2 separate regions of the Zea mays genome follow, and region 2 is linked to region 1. Evidence: chromatin contacts called from public Hi-C data. All regions are on one chromosome and are shown on one strand. Each heading gives the region's core, a stretch centred on a gene start, on an enhancer-like site or on the middle of the called end of the contact. The rest is flanking DNA. Distances are from core to core; before and after follow the strand shown.

Region 1 (4,818 bases), core at 612-3,111:
CTGCTCCAGTACGTTTAGCCCTTTCAGAACCAGCAAGATCAACTAGGTGAAACTTTGATGATAGTATATCATAGTCACTGCTGGCTGACTTGTCGGATGTACCAGATGTTCTCTTTTGTTCAACACATATTGTAAAGATGGCATGAGAGCGACTACAGATAAGCAACACCATCCAAATAAGAACATTATTAGAATGCACAGCAAAGATAGTGAAATAACAGAACGGCATTTGTAATATGCACTAATGGTTCTTGAAGAAAGAAAACACATGTATGATGTATGTACAGTGTACCTCGACTGCATATTCATGTTTGTGCTTGCTGTTGCACGCGACGACGACCCACGTGTCAAATATGATGCCATTTCTTCTTTTGACTTCACCTCAGCCTCTGTGACACCAGCAAGGATTATGCCTCCAGTTGCAGTCTCTCGGATTTGAATTGGCACTCTGCCAGGGGCTGATGCTTTTGCCATAGAACCTGCATCAAGTCTTACAGCAGCTTGATTTGCATCGAGCAAATCAAAAACATCTTCCTTGAATATCTGAAATCCATAGCAGCACAGCACGCAATGATAACAAGCTAAGAGATGCTGGTACAAATAAGAAAGAGACAAGTGCCACTAGGTATCTCACCTCAATAAAAGATACTCTAATTAAAAACTCTGAGCCATCCTTTGAGGTGTCAACTTTTCTAAATATTGTATCCATAACTTGAGGAATTATCCCACCGCAGTTCTCTTCACCGCTATAGTTAGTACCCATTGTGTATGTCTTGCCAGAACCGGTCTACGGTTGTCAAAGGAAAACGACTTAAGTAACAAAATAATCATCAAAAAGACAATCCTCTAACAAAACAAACTTCATCACACAAAAGAATTGCACCTGGCCATATGCTAGAACAGTGGCATTGTATCCGCTGAACAATGCATCGATCAAGGGGTGCACGCATTGCTCAAATATTAATGATGATGAAGGGCCCGAGCTGCCATAGACGTGATCAAAAGTGAAGACATGGGGCCCAATTTGAACCTGAAACAACATAGAAACAAATGATCATATGTTTGAACTTGCTAGCCATTTCGAGTATGAATACCCTGACAAAGAGGCATATGCTCGTTCAGAATCTGATTCAACAAGTGTATTGTAATTTCAACTATGAAATTATATAATACTATAGAAGAGTCGGAAATCAGCAAATACGATGGTCCTGAGCATAAATCTGAAGATCTTCAGCACCTATGTACATCCCGTTCAATTTGTATACAAGCAATGCTGATGAACTCATCAATTCCAAGTCCCATTCCAAACCAATCAGACACTATCAGATCGGTACCTGAGGTTCGCCTTGCGTGACTGTGACGCAATCCGTGCAGCCATCCTGCAGCTCCACCGTGATGAGCGGCCTTATGTTAACGGCCACCTTCACACTGTCCTTCTGCGGATGCGCGGCCGCCGCCTCTGTGGTCTCCATCGGAACCCTGATCGTGAATTCCCCAGACTGAACAGACAACACCAGAGAATACCCTAAAATCTCCCCCAAAATGCGCGGAAAAACTCACCTCAAACCGGCGGATCGAGCCGGATTAGCCACGCTCTGCGACATACAACGGCGAGCTGCACGTGGTTTGGGGATTTAGGATGCGGCGAGCTTAGCTAGGCTTGGGGTCGATCGCCCCCTCGAGGGGGGAGAGAGGGCGGGGGAGGAAGAGAGAGAGAGACGAGCGGAATGGCGAACGGGTGAGACTTGAGAGCGAGCAGCGCCCGGCGCCCGCTCGGAGGATTTCGAAAAACTAGGGCGTGGCGTGAGCTGCGGACCGATCACTGAAGGCTTAACGCATACCTGTTTGCAAACATGGTCTGTGCCTCTATAGACGTCGGGGAGCACAGAACTCCACGTTCGGGTGCGGTTTCGAATTCCAACTATAGGAAATGACGGCTCTAGACATGGCAACGGCTCTTTTAATTAGAGAGTTTGTTATAGTCTAATTACAAAACTAATTATATAAAGACTAAATATCGAGTTAAATTTTTAAGCATAATTAATTTATAATTAGCAAATGTTCATTGTAGCATAACATATGCAAATCATAGAGTGATTAGACTTAATAGATTCGTTTTGTCGTTTAGTTCTTATTTATGTAATTAGTTTTGTAATTAAATTATATTAAATACTTCTAACTAGCATCAAAACATCAAATGTGACACGGACAAAAATTTAGTAGAAAGAACCAAATATGTCCTTAGGCAGTGCCACGTTGGAAGGAAATCTCGAATCCTAAGGCTATCGACACTATAGTACGCTACCTGTTGTGTTAAGGCTATCTGCATTATATGATACTCTATATTGTTATCCATATCACTATTTGTAATTGAAAGTCGCCTAGAGGGAGGTAAATAGTCGGAATTTGAAAATTATAAACTTAAGCACACACTACAAGCCAGGGTTAGCGTTAGAAATGAATTCGAGTCCGAATGGGAGGGGAAACAAATCAACCAAGAAATAAAGCGGATGAACACGGTGATTTGTTTTACCGAGGTTCGGTTCTAAAGAACCTAGTCCCCGTTGAGGTGGTCACAAAGACCGGGTCTCTTTCAACCCTTTCCCTCTCTCAAACGGTCACTTAGACCGAGTGAGCCTTTTCCTTAATCTCCCGGGTCACTTAGACCCCGCAAGGACCACCACACACTTAGGTGTCTCTTGCTTCGATTACAAATCACTTGAGAAAAGAAATGAGAAAGGAAGAAGGCAATCCAAGAGGCAAGAGCTCAAAAGAACACAAAATCTTTTTCTCACAAGTCACTAAGTGCTTGATTTGAATTTGGGACTTGGAGAGGCTTTGATCTTTTGAATTGTGTCTAGGAGTGAATGCTAGAGCTCTTGTAATGAATGTGATACTCATAAATCTTGGATGCTTAGAGTGGTGGTGGTTGGGGGTATTTATAGCCCTCAACCACCAACAAGCCGTTGGGGTGGCTACTGTCGATGGGCGCACCGGACAGGCACTGTTCAGTGTCCGATGCGCCTCTGACTCTGCGATCTGCTCTGCCACGCACTGTTGTGCACTGTTCCTATGTGCTTTAGCTTTTGCAGGCGACCATTGCACGAAGTAGTCGTTGCTCCGCTGGTGCACCGGACAGTCTGGTAGCACACCGGACAGTCCGGTGAATTATAGCGGAGCGTGTTGGCAAAAACCCGAGAGTGGCTGGTTTGGGATTGTACGGTCCTGATGCACCGGACACTGTCCGGTGCGCCAGACCAGGGCACACTCGGTTTCTTGCTCCTTTGTATTTGAACCCTATCTTCAATCTTTTTATTGGTTTGTGTTGAACCTTTATGCACCTGTAGAACATGTATTCTAGAGCAAACTAGTTAGTCAATTATTTGTGTTGGGCATTCAACCACCAAAATTAATACTGGGAAAAGGTTAACCCTATTTCCCTTTCAATCTCCCCCTTTTTGGTGACTGATGCCAACACAAACCAAAGCAAATATATAAGTGCAGAATTGAACTAGTTTGCATAAGGTAAGTGCATAGGTTACTTGGAATTAAACCAATTTATAATTTCACTAGATATGAATGGATTGCTTTCTTTTATTTAACATTTTGGACCACATTTGCACCACTTGTTTTGTTTTTGCAAATCTTTCTGGGAGATCTTTTCAAAGTCTTTTGCAAATAGTCAAAGGCATATAAATAAGATTGCAAGAAGCATTTTCAAGATTTGAAATTTTCTCCCCCTGATTCAAATGTTTTTCCTTTGACTAAACAAAACTCCCCCTGAATGAAATTCTCCTCTTAGCTTTCAAGAGGGTTTTAATAGATACCAATTGGAAGTATGTAATTTAGATGCCAATTTTGAAAATATACCAATTAAAGAAATTGCTTATCACAAGATACCAATTGGAAAAACAAATTTTTTGTGAAAAAACAATTAAATCATCATTTCGAAAATTTTTAAAGTTGTTGGTGCGGTCCTTTTGCTTTGGGCTTAATATTTCTCCCCCTTTGGCATTAATCGCAAAAAACGGAGACTTTTGAGAGCCCCATTTATTTTCTCCCCCATTGGTACAAGTAAATATGAGTGAAACATTATACCAATTTGAGAGTGATGTGTAGTGACGGCGAAGTGTAGCGCTGTCAGAGTCGACTGTTGCTCGCAGGTAGCCGTTACCCCGCTGGCTCCCCGGACAGTCCGGTGGCACACCGAACAGTCCAGTGAATTATAGCGGAGCGCGCCTGCGTTTTCCCGAGAGTGGCTGGTTTAACCTTGTACGGGCCTGGTGCACCGGACACTATTCGGTGGCACACCGAACAGTCCGGTGCGCCAGTCCACAGCACACTCAAGTCCTTTTGCTCCTTTTGAATTGGGTCCTGTTAGGGACTTGTTCTCTACTGCTATGAATTGAGAACAAGGAAACACAAAATGTTGATGGTTAAGGCCCTTCGTCTTTCGAAGCATGATCTCCCTTAGGATATAATAATCTTCGGACGAAGGTCGTGAAGGACGTACCTTCATCATCGCAATATATATTAATGAAAGAAGAAACATATGAAACATAAGAAATAACATGAATAATCATATGACATTATTAATATATCTTTATTATATCATCACGAATGAACATGAACAATATCAAATTATATTTGTACCTTCGGCTTGACAAAAGGCAAAAGTCCAAGTGTGACGCGCGAGTGAATACAAGTCAGCATGAACAGTACGATGTCACTGTTCATCTATTTATAGGCACAGGACACAGTCTGTATGAAATTACATTCATGCACTTGACATTTACTATTGACCTAGGGATAATCTAT
Region 2 (4,818 bases), core at 1,073-3,572, 140 kb after region 1:
AAGTCAGAAGTACCTGGACGATGGCGACGTGCAGAAGCGTGCCGCGGAGGCCCACGGCGAAGGACGCGGCCGCCATAACCGCCGGACCGGTCAGGAAGCGCACCGCCATGGCGAACGTCGCCACCTTGTTCCCGCACGCGATGATCCGCGGCTGCAGCGCCATGAACAGCCCTGCACGCCGATGGCGATACGTCCCGGTGATTCACTCTACTGTTCGATACCGAGGTGTAGTGTAGTAGGGTCTAGCTAGGAAAGTTAGGCCGCAGCCGGTACCCACCGAGACTGAACATGGCCATCCCGAGCCCCGCGTCCGACAGGATGGAGATGGACTGCAGGACGATGGCCGGCATCTGGAAGTTCCACCTGCAGGACACACACCAGCAGATCCAACAGCGAAGCTATCAATCGGCTAGCTGCCTCGCATCGCCAGAGCTAGATCACCCGCTACCGCTACTCTACTCCGCCGGCCGGTGCATGCATGCATGCCGCCGTATCGGTTGGTAGCTGGGTAGCTGCTAGTAGTACGGACCTGAAGCAGACGAGCGACCAGATGACGCCGATGAGGCTGGAGTAGGTGTTTGGGTTGCGGATGAGCTTGCGCCACACCATGATCAGGATCAGCCGGGTCATGACGCTCGTCGGCGGCATCGCCGTCGGCGCGGCCACCGTGCTGGGGTCCCCGCCCGCCGCCGCGGCTTTCCCGTCCCCCGCCTCCGCGTCCCTGTCCATCGCGCCCCTGTTCCCGAAGCTGAACTCGTCGCGCTCCACGTAGTCGTCCCTGTCCTTGCCTCCATCCACTTGTTTATCCAAGGAAAGAAAGAATACAAATTAGCCCGAGAAACACTCCCCCAAGGGCGGAGCGAGCAAGCGGCGGGAAAGATTGCTACTTTTGCGGGGGGACTTGGCGGCCGCGGCCTCGTTGTAGTCCGGGGCGCCACCGCCGAAGACGTCCGACACGGGCGACGCGCTGGAGCTCCAGACGAACATGTGGAGGTCCTCGCCCTTGGCCTGCCCGTTCGTCGCCGCCTTCCTGGCGCCCTTGGGCGCCGCGGCCACGGCCGGGTTCGGCGCGGGGTAGTGAGCCGCCCCCGCCCCGGACGTCGCATTCACCACGGGGAGAGGGTACTTGGGCTTGGACGCGTCGTCCTCGTAGTTGGACGGGCGCGGCGTGGCGCCGGTGCGGATGCCGAACGCGTCGGCCGCGCCGAAGTTGGAGCTGCGGCCGACCATGGAGTAGAAGTCGTTGTGGTTGAAGCTGGAGCCCCGCGGGGTCGGGTTGCGCGACGACTGCAGCGAGTAGATCTCGGCGTTGGTCAGGTTGCTGGGGCGCGGCGTGGTGCTGGAGAAGCCCATGGAGCGGCGCGAGTAGATGTCGGAGCGCGAGGCGTTGGAGCGGCGCACGGTGACGTGTATCCTGCCGTCCTCCTTGACCTCGGCCTCCGTCTCGATGGCGTCCCTGCGGCCGTCGAGGGAGACCACGTCCGGGTCGACGACGATGGAGGCGATGGCCCCGGCGTTGTCCGGGAACTGCTCGGTGATGAGCATCCGCGCGCCGCGGTACTCGAACATGAAGAGCATGAGCGTGTACCAGATGATGCACTGGAGCACGACGATCTGCACCATGAGGCTGCCGGAGAAGTCGCCGTACATGCCCTTGAGCAGGGGGATGCCCATGACGAGCGTGTTGGGCAGCGTGGAGAGGGAGAAGAGCGTGATGGTCCACTCCAGGCTGCCCCGGCGGCTGAGGTGGCTCCACGCGGTGAGCATGGCCAGCACCATGAGCTTCTGCAGCGTGTCGGCGGCGATGAAGCGCAGGTTCATGGTGTAGGGGTTGTTGGTGGAGATGAAGTGGAAGGACAGCAGCGGCACCGCGAAGAGCGCCACGAAGCGGTTGATCCCGGAGCACTGGTCCGGCGAGAAGATGCGCCACCACCGCACCGACCCGTAGGCCAGGATCATCGCCACGTACAGCGGCACCACGGCCGTCATGACGTGGTAGAAGTCCGTCCCCGTAATCATCTTGGAGCGCTCTCACGACGCTGGCTCCCTCACTCACCCAGCAGCCCCCGGTGAGCTGAACGCCGCTCGCTACACTCTCCGGCCACCACGCTAGCTACTCCGAACCTTAGCTTTACAGCTGAGCTTAGCTAAGACGAGCCAGTGGGCTGTTCAGTTCACTCAGCTAGATAGAGCTAGTGAGGAGGGTGGGAGAGAGAAGGAAGGGAAGGAGGAGGTGCTCGGCGCGGTGGTGGGTGTGCGTGGGAGTGATTTATTTAGGCGCTGGCGCGCGAGGTGGCAGCGAGCCCCAAGCTCTCCTTGGACCATCCCTTGTTTGCTTCCTTCAGTCATTCCTCGCTTTTTTTTATCATCTAAACAGCGGAACGGCGCGCTGTGCTGTGAAGGGTGATTTGGTACGGTGTAGGGTGGAGCACGATAGACAGGCAGCCGCTCCGTTCTTTGTTTGGTTAGAGAGCTATATAAGTGCAGAGAGTAGGAGAGCGCTCGTGTCGTGTCCAGGAGAGCGTTCATATCATGTCGTTTTGGTAGAGCGTGAGCACTCTAACTATTTATAGTAAATTTTCATATGCAGACTCCAACAGTTGCTCCGCTTCTCTTTTATTGAAACCAAACATTAAAAAATTAGGAATTGAGACGTTTTATGCATTCATTCTACTCCACTTCTCAACCAAACGCAACCTTAGTATCGCATTATATGCAGCTTAGTAAAATATAATTATATACTAAATTATAACATACGGGTAGTAGTATAATACAAATGTACATGCCCGTATGGCCGTATCAATGTTAAACTGAAATTCGTAGTTAAGTGAGCTGACAGCTGAGCTATATATATACTGATCGAACTCGGCTGACAATAGAGGGTGTAGTGGTCGGTACACACTGGCTTGGAGTCGGTTACTTCTCGTTGCCTGCCAGTGCCAGGTAGTAAGGTTGCTTTGCCATCGTTCACGGAGTGTGAAACTGGAATGCGCACTTTTTTTCTCACCTTTTAGACGTGAGGTCCAGGAGCGGTGTTCCTTTGGGGAGCAGTTTTCGTAGTACTCTCCCAAAGTGAAAGCCTGAAAGGAAAGGAAGGAGTGGGATATGTTTGGTGGGCTCGATGGCGGCTGCCCGGACGGAATGGGGGCTATGCAATGCAGTGACGTGTCGGGCCCCCGGTCCGTCGCCTTTCCTCCGCCAACTGTCGTGCTCGTGCCACCCGTAACATAACAGAGCTCGGAAAAAAAAAAGTCCGCCAGAAATGACCACAAATGGCCATCAGTGCCGACGGACGACGAAGAATCTGCTAGGAGGAGGGCTAGGCAAAAGGCTGCCCGCCGGCGTAGCTATGAATGAATATTCCCGAAACGTCAGCTCAGTCACACAGGCCGGTATCGCGATCCGTGATGAGCCGACCAAATCTCTCATCCTCCTCTTCGCGCCACAGGCCACAGCCAGTGGATGGCAAGGTTCAAGTCAACCGAAAGCTTCTCAAGTGCGTGAGCTGAAACATGCCTAGTACTGAGAATACTCTGCTAGTGGCGGTCTGGCACTGGCAGTGAAGTGAGATGCGTGAGAAATGACCGTGAAAAGATGGCGTGCTCGGGTAACAGAAAGTCTGAATTACTGTTAACACGTTAGGTACCCGATCTATCATCATACCAGTAGATCCTAATCGAGTGGACTGGTACTTGTTTCGTTATCTTTACCATCGGAATGTCTGAGACGACCCACACATGCCGACCTGCCGTTCCAAGCTTGCAAACGCGAAATTCTTTACATGACACGGCGACCAGAGTCACCAAACCCACCCAATCGGGAGGAATAAAACACGAGCACAAAAGCGACAAATTCCCCACAATTCGGCGTCGGAAACCGCGCGTTGGACAGCGAGCAGCGCTAGCCGTAGCAGCGGATTCGTTTAAAAAATGGCAGGGGATGGGGAGCAGCGCGGATCGGGAAACCATGAAGATGAGATGAGAGCAGCAAAGTCTGTTTTCCTGGCCTGCTGCCGGTTTGTTGGCCCGCGCGCGCATCCCCGCGCCACGATCCTGATCGGCTCCTGTACTCTCGCCACGGCGAGAGCTCTCGTGCTCCAAGATGCAGTCGCCAGCTAGAGAGCCGCTGTACAGTACATACAGGGTCGTCGTCTACTCGTCTCGAGTCGACGACGCGGATCCTGCTGCGGCGGTGATGGCCGATGGGCGGCCCAAACTGGTCAAGGCAACGACGGACTCCTCCGTCGCGAGGACGGCAGCAGCAGAGGCCCTCACCCGCTGGCTCAACCGCCGCCGCCTGGGCTGCGTCCTCCGCGCGCTCGTGGGAGCGCACCATCTGAGGACATGGTTGGCGATTCTGATGTAACCGAGGTGCTCGACGAAAGGTGAGCATGAAGACCCATGGGCTCACCGCGCGGCAGGCGGGACGGATCTGAGCTACTACCTCATCTGCAGAACGTAGAAGTTGTTTCATTGTTTCGCACGCGAAAACTGATTCGGTATGCACAAACCTTATTTATGCTTTGAATCATGGCTACATGTATAGATAATAAAGAAATAACAGACGATCAAACACACGATGCAATACGCGTGCTGTCAGTGTGACATCATCATACAGATACCTTCACTACGGTCTACAGGTTGTAGTACATGACCTTGTCCTTGCGTGTGCCGCGCGTCGCTGGTCCAGTGATTCATCAATTATATATATATATGGCGTGTGACTGTTACGTACAGATCCTAACTCCTTTTAGTGTGATGAATGCGTGCACATGCACGGTTCGGCTGTGCCTGGGGTCTAACGGTAGCAAGCAAGGGA

What was found. Hi-C and Micro-C count contacts between places; a contact is called where the count stands out from the background.
Region 2: a contact with region 1 is called in a Hi-C map of leaf, with 6 times the contacts expected there. The contact joins the promoter of LOC103627718 here to the promoter of LOC103627713 in region 1. A contact is called at or near these places in 5 of 25 Hi-C or Micro-C datasets (bundle sheath, ear, endosperm and 2 more).

What each region holds. Positions count from the first base shown.
Region 1 is chr5:214,698,243-214,703,060 of Zm-B73-REFERENCE-NAM-5.0, forward strand. LOC103627713 (kinesin-like protein KIN-4C) reads right to left here and starts at 1,862. Exons shown (of 27, transcript XM_008648022.4): 1 at 1,561-1,862; 2 at 1,335-1,479; 3 at 884-1,030; 4 at 635-787; 5 at 293-543; 6 at 1-152. The coding sequence starts at 1,604.
Region 2 is chr5:214,838,126-214,842,943 of Zm-B73-REFERENCE-NAM-5.0, forward strand. LOC103627718 (auxin efflux carrier component 1a) reads right to left here and starts at 2,323. Exons shown (of 6, transcript XM_008648028.2): 1 at 888-2,323; 2 at 530-797; 3 at 278-363; 4 at 14-171. The coding sequence starts at 2,019.